2 separate regions of the Mus musculus genome follow, and region 2 is linked to region 1. Evidence: chromatin contacts called from public promoter capture Hi-C data. All regions are on one chromosome and are shown on one strand. Each heading gives the region's core, a stretch centred on a gene start, on an enhancer-like site or on the middle of the called end of the contact. The rest is flanking DNA. Distances are from core to core; before and after follow the strand shown.

What was found. Promoter capture Hi-C pulls out the DNA fragments that hold promoters and counts their contacts.
Region 2: a contact with region 1 is called in a promoter capture Hi-C map of pre-B cells, with 3 times the contacts expected there. The contact joins the promoter of Tmem161b here to the promoter of 5430425K12Rik in region 1.

The regions. Positions count from the first base shown.
Region 1 is chr13:80,938,617-80,942,136 of GRCm38.p6, reverse strand. 5430425K12Rik (RIKEN cDNA 5430425K12 gene) reads right to left here and starts at 1,734. Exons shown (of 5, transcript NR_103550.1): 1 at 1,483-1,734; 2 at 840-931.
Region 2 is chr13:84,220,759-84,224,278 of GRCm38.p6, reverse strand. Tmem161b (transmembrane protein 161B) reads right to left here and starts at 1,983. Exons shown (of 12, transcript NM_175187.5): 1 at 1,845-1,983. The coding sequence starts at 1,847. A230107N01Rik (RIKEN cDNA A230107N01 gene) reads left to right here and starts at 2,104. Exons shown (of 2, transcript NR_138587.1): 1 at 2,104-2,141; 2 at 2,389-3,520.

The DNA.
Region 1 (3,520 bases), core at 485-2,984:
CACAAGGAAAGCTCCCCCTTCCAGGACAGGTGCGAGCACCACTCTGGCCGCTGTGTAGCTCAGGACTCCTCAGGACAGCTGGCTGACACGGACAGATTGTTCGCTGCCCACTCCAGGGGTTTGCAGGCGTTCTTTCACACATCAGCGGAGCAGGGGAGGCACTATCTGTTCTCTGCCATTAGGGATTCCTATGCAATCTGAGGAAAGAAGCCTTTTTAACCCTCAGAAGTGATCCTTGAGATCTCTAGTATTGATCTACATGCAGAACCACTTCTGGAACTTGAATCATTGAGAGAGCATATGTATGCTGGCACTGTGGAATCTTAAACCACCTAGGATTAAAAACAATCAAAAACCTTTAGTCTGTTTGAAGATGACATTATGGAACCAAACCACTTACTACTCCTCTTTTCACCTGCCAATACAGCAAAAAGTAATGTTGAGGCTACCTCCATCGCCCCCCCCCCCACCCGCTTTCCTTCTTCTATATGTCCCTACATTAAAGAAGGTACTTGGGGGCTCCTTCAAGAAAAGTTGACTCCAAAGTGAGCTCCAGTGGTCAGCCAGGGCCCCATTTCTAGAGGGCAGAGTACAGTTCTGGTATGAGGGCAACACTGTGTGGCTGCCACACACCACTTCCCCCAACCCATCTGCATACATAGGCTGAGCACTTGCTCAGACACAGGGACCCATGAGAACAAGTCCAGTGTTGCTTCACCGATTAAAGGGCTCCCATGAAGACTCATGCAGCTAGTGCCACCCTACAGACTGCCCGAGCTGCCCACAGGAAAAACTAATTACATTCAGATCGCTGGAGAGCGGTCATCCAGAATACATACCTTGCAAAAACTTAGGAACATTCAGGTTGAGTAATGGTTCAGATGGTTTGCAAATAACACATGCTCGTTTTTATGTTGCTAAAGACTCTTTGCTAGGAAACGAAACACTTGAAATTTAATCTGTAATGTTCTCAAGAGTCTTAGGCCAAACCAACTCAAGCTGTGAACGCCTTGGCTCTGGAGAGCCAGGCAAGGGTCAGGGCAGGGCAGTCCCTGGCCTGGCCTGATGCCTCCAGAATAAACCAAACAGCCACCGGAAGTGGTTTCTGGGAGTCAGTAGGTGGCACACTTCCTCTTGAGTCAGAACTGAATCACAGCTGTGAGCCGCAAAAAGGATCTTTCTTTATCCCCTACCTTTTTTCCCTGTTCCCAGCAGTCACATTATCAAACTCTATCAAATGATGTGTGCCTCGCTTAGCTTAGCATATTCCAATGAAGAAAGGGAGAAAGAAAACCATTTGGAAACAAGAAGAGGGTGGGAAATACAGAGGCCTGAACTGAACTCTGACATTGTTTCATAACTAGTCACATTCTAAGAGATGCAAAGGAAAGCTATCTGTAGGTTTCACTGGGGTCATAAGGACCCCAGTTCTCCCAGCTCCTGTCTGACCCACTTCCAGTGAGACAGTTAGCTCTCACTTACATAAGCTGTGTTGCTTAAAATGGCCCTGCTTGGCTTTTCACTTGCTGAACCTGGCATACTCCCCTGTCTGCTGGACAGCCGTCCTCGATGCTGTCCCGAGCAAGGCCTTCGGTCAGCTCTGGGTGAAATGATCCTGTTCTGAATGTACTGAATGCTGTTGGCAATGCTGTAAATTGTTTTTAGTCCCAAGGAAAAGAACTCGGCAGTTACCAACAAGTCACAAAAACAGGCATACTTTCCCCCATCTTCTCCCTAGTGTAGTTCTGGGAATGCACATATATTTAACCACATTTTTATCTGATGACCTTTATGTTAGTATTGCTTTGCTGCTTCCTTTCAAGCCAATGTATTTAGATTGATAGCATGTTTATGAACATGACTTCATAGGCCCAGGCTAAATGCCCTATGTTTGTTTGACTCCTAGAAAACTGATAATCAGCCTGGAATCAGAAATCTTAGTACAATGCTAATATCTCATGGTTCCTGCTGTAAACCAGTCCAAAGTTTAAAGAACACGTTGATTTGTGTTCAGATTCAAGATAAACAGTAATCTGTAACTGTTTATATAGTCCTATGCTTAGTATATGCAGGGCCTTGGCTGCTGTCCTCAGTAGTGTGTGTGTGTGTGTGTGTGTGTGTGTGTGTGTGTATTTATGTATGAGTGTAAATGTGTGGGAGTGTGTGTGTGAGTCAGTATACAGGTGTGAGTGTGTTATGAGTGTGTGTGTGTGTGTGTGTGTGTGTGTATTTATGAATGAGTGTAAATGTGTGTGAGTGTGTGTGTGAGTCAGTATACAGGTGTGAGTGTGTTATGAGTGTGTGTGTGTGTGTGTGTGTGTGAGAGAGAGAGAGAGAGAGAGAGAGAGAGAGAGAGAGAGAATAAAGGGATCTGTGGAGTTGTGGGACCTTGCATAAGTCTCTGAACCTGTCTGAGCCTTCACTTCCTCAGTCTGCACAACAGGTTTCTAACACAAGGGTAGTCTTACTATGAGAACTGCAAGCTTTTCCATAGTGCCCAGGACAGCTCTTGTTTATGCTCAGTCTTTAAGATCAGTTTGTGCTTGTTCTCTTTATTTACAACATCTTTTCGCTGGGAGATATGAACAGCATTTGGACAAACGTGGGCATGCCAAGTCCCGTCTTGCCCAATGACATCATTTACATCCAGCTCCTGTAGCAATTTCATCCACAACACCTGCAACACATGTGACATCAAGTGGCATGTTGGACTCCTTCACAGACTGGTGGGGAAGTGAGCCAGGCAGTTTTCAAAGCCAAAGGCAGCTGTCTGGGCTGGACTGCACTGCCTGTGGATGGCAAGCTAATGGGAAAGGAGTCCTCATCTGACACATGGAAAGGAGTGCCTAAAGGACCAGTTGGGAGCGGGGCAGGGGGGGGGGGTGCAGAGCCAGCAGCAGCAGCAGCAGCAGAACTCATAGCAGCTAGATCTGGCACAGCCAGGTCAAACCAGGCAAAGGCTGGCCATCAGGGAGAAACAGACATTGCCATGAGAACTGAAAAGCCCTTCAGAAATTCGCATCTCCTGCATTTCCTTGATGCCTCTCTGCATTTGCTCCTACAGGGCATTCCTTCATTCCCAGATGGAAATGTGAACAGTAGAGGTCCTCCCCCTTCCCTCCTCCAGAAAGTAGGTCCAGAGGATCATTGACATCATGATCCTGTGCTCACCTGTCTCAGAACCAGCACATCGTGTACTGTGGTTGGCTGATTATAGTCTTCACTAGGCTGTGAGCTACTAAACACAAGGAATCTCTCCCAAATGTTGAAGCTCCAGAGTGCCAGCATGCTCAGCAAGGTCTCTCTCTTACTTGTCCTTTGTTTTGTTTTGTTTTGTTTTGAGGTAGATTAGCCAGATATATTTAAAATAATATTTTAACACTCCGTCGTTGAAAGTTTTAATTGGGACAAATTTATGAGACTGAATTGATAATAAATTTATGCAATAAATTGTGATCATGACCATCTGCCATTTTCCTCTTTTCCCTCTCCAGACCTTTACCTCTCTATGTGTCCCTTC
Region 2 (3,520 bases), core at 734-3,233, 3.3 Mb before region 1:
CTTTATTTTTTTAAAGGATTCCAAGCAATGACGGCAATTCCATACACAAACATCAACTTCATAGCGGTGAACAACTTTAACTTTAGTCAAGTAACTAACTCAAAAACAAGACAGATCAATGTCACAATGGGGACAACCAGGCCCCACATTGTGAAGTGTCACCAAGAGATTAGCTGAAAATATATCTACTTCCTTAGAGCGGCCAGAATGGTTCTGTGGCTCTCTGGATGCAGAGAACACACTCTAATTCAGCTTCCCTGTGACTATCGTGTATTTAATCATTTTATTTAGATACTAGTGTCAACTTCCTAGACAAGACCAAGTTTATTAGACCTCACCTCAGGTATAACACTGCCTGCTTCTAAACTCCACATTCTTCCTTCTGTAAAATTTGAAGAGATGGGGAGGTTGCTAGACTTTAATTCCTTCTAGTTCTAACGTTCCCTCTCTAATTTCACTATCTCAAATGAAAACAGAACTCTCTTAAGGAATCTAAGCCATACTATTCAGAGGTTCAAAACACTAAAACAAACAAACAAACAAACAAAAACATTAAAAGAAACAAGTCACCTGGTAGTTTGCAACTGGAACCAGGTGATTTTTTTATTCTCTAGTAAGTCATACAAAACAGCAATATTAATCCTGAAAAAAGGGGCATGGCCAAACTGGGAGTAGTGGCATATGCATTTGATCCCAGCACTTGGGAAGCAGAGGCAGACAGATCTCTGAATCAGAGGGCAGTGTGGTCTACATAAAAAGGCAGCAGCATAGTCAACTAAAGCTTGAACCCAAGATAGAAGTCTCTGCAGATGGTTTGAAATCGTTCATGTGGCTGATTGCCTGTTCAACTTTACCAGAACCCTAGGACCTTGGAAATAGCAACTATCTTTTTTAAATCCTTTTATGTTCCAGGAAGTAGTTGACTGCAGTCACCAGCCCCTACACAACCACCTGCCTTCCTCTCATAGTCCCCCAATAAAGCCAAACTTAGATGTTTCGAAATCCCATTCATTTCATCAATTAACTCCTGAACTGTGTGATCAGTCAGCACCCATTGCTTCTTATCTACAGTTGATTAAGACGTTCTTTGTACAAGTCCCTGAACCTTGTCCTTTCAGACTAAAACAGCAGAGAACTCTGAGAATGACTGGCCTCACGGTAAAACACCCTTCGGTTACTCCTTTCCCTCCAATCTCTCACACCAGGTTCTTTTTATGTTTACGTATCCTTCTCACCTAACCTTTAAGACACTTGCAAATAATATGGCTCAAGCTGTGCTCCCTCCTTCGATAGAGATGTACAATAGGAAATTACAAATTTTTCCTTTCAAGTTAAATCTGTTGGGACTCAACCTGGACATTTTCTTTAAAAGTGACATTGATTTTCAGTTCTGCTCTAGTTGAGTGTTAAGAGAAGCCAATTTTGTCTTAAGTGCCTCGGCGTTGCTTGTCTCCAAGGAGACAGGCAAGCGTGCAAAAAGGCACTGCTGCGTCCTTAAAATCTCAGCCAAAAGCCTGCGGCGGGAAAAGGTGGCAGGGACAACGTGGTGGGTAGAGCAAGGTCATCAGTGGGCCACCTGGCGCCACAGGACACACGCGAGGGCAGACTCCTTAGACTGGGTACTCCGACAGACCCGCCCCTCTCCAACCCCACAGGTCCCTCGGCTGTCTGGAACCCCGGCGGCGGCCGCGCGCACTCTGGGAAGGTTGGGGTCCTGCCAGCGGTTCATCCCAACGCTCCAGCAGGTTCCATTCCCAGCAGGGACATCAACCGGCTCCTTTCACAGACTGACCTCCCTGTCCTTTCCTCCTGAAGGTTGTCACTCTCATCCTCACAAGACTCACCATAACGCCAAGAACAGGTCGTGGGACAGACAGTCTAGAGTCCCCGGGACCGTCCAGAATCTCCCCTTCAGGTTCTGCAAAACGGAGCTCTCGAAACCGCGAAGGGAAAGGTCTTCCGGCTCGGCCGGAAGTCCTGCCCGCATGGGACAGGAAGTTCCTCCCTCTCCGGACCGCCAGCGACCCCACGCCACGCAGAGAGGAGGAGCCGCAAGGCGTTCTCTAAAGCCACTTCCGTGGGTGTGAGGCTAGGGCGGGGGGCGGGGCTGACCTTGAGAACGCAGGGGCGCAGGCGCACAGGTAGGTGGGCGGGGCGGGGCAGGGCGGGGCGGGGCGGCATGCCCGCAGGATTCCTAGGTAGGTGCGGTATTTTTCGCGGGCGCTGGTGGTCGGTTTGTGCTGCTGCAGGGATCAGCTGGGTGGGTGTAGCCCTCGTACTCTGACGGTTTATTGAGGGTAAAGAACCTTCTTGGCTGTATTCATGCTGAGATCATTCAGAAATTGTTTAGCTCAGCCAGCCTCTTTTCTGTCCGCTTTCCTTACGCAGTACCTTGGAATCTCAGTTAAAAATTCATGCTGTCCAAGCACCTTCCTCTCTTAGGTCAATGGAATGTGACCTTTAGAAGTTCTTTGCTCTTCACAGACGCCAGCTCAAGCCAGAGGATATCTACAAAGAGCAGAGGAGCTAAGAAGAAAATTCAGTATGGACATTTCCTACCTACTTAATACCAATATGAACAAAAAGGGCCTTACAACATTCTCATATACATACATACATAAATACACACACATTTATGCTTTATGACACCTCCCTCCTTCCAAATCTGTACCAGTGAACTTGCCTTTATATTGTGATGAGGGTTAACCATAGAGGTAAGTTTGAAATAAGGACACAGAGCATCTTTGGCCCAGAAATTATCACACCGTTTAACGATCCTTATGGAAACATGCTTATCTCACCCTTCTCCGTGAGATACCTTTTACCATAATGTGGTTCTCTTGTGGAGTCAGAACTGGGGAGGAAATTCATCTTCAGCAGTCAAGGTTGCACAAACTTGCAACTATGAAACAGCTATGATGTTCAACCTCTAACTGGCCCAAGGACCCTGGGAAACAATCCTGAGCTACCTAGAGATGTTAGATTGGTGCTGTTTCAAAAGGATACAGAAACAAAGTTTATACATTATGTTAATTTTTAATGGTGGGGGGAGATAGGGTGACAGGTGATAGAGAAATTATAAGAAATGAGAGAAGCTACTCCGAGACCAATAGCCTTGAGGAATAGTTTGTGAAACTGAGAACTTCCCCAAGGGTTCTGTTACTGCTTTATAGAAACAAGCCTGTTAATAGACAGGCCCCAGGGCAACTGCAGTATAGTAAAGAAGGACTCCGGTTGACCGCTCCTGTATCTGGGGGAAGCCATTGCTATCCTTGAGAAAGAAAAGATGGAGGTGGCGAGTGCCTATCAGCCTGTCAGTGACATCACATTCTGTGAAGTCTTGTCTTTCACTTGTGACACAGTGGGTCTTCCATCTGTCCTAAACCTGGCAGCCTTGTTAAGGATCAGAAAACATCTTCTCCTATATGACAGTAGGATAGGAATTATTAGCAGGATAGAATCCATTCCTGCCAGAGGAAAAACAAGAAATCAGTTTTTACTACCTTATTACTTTCAATAG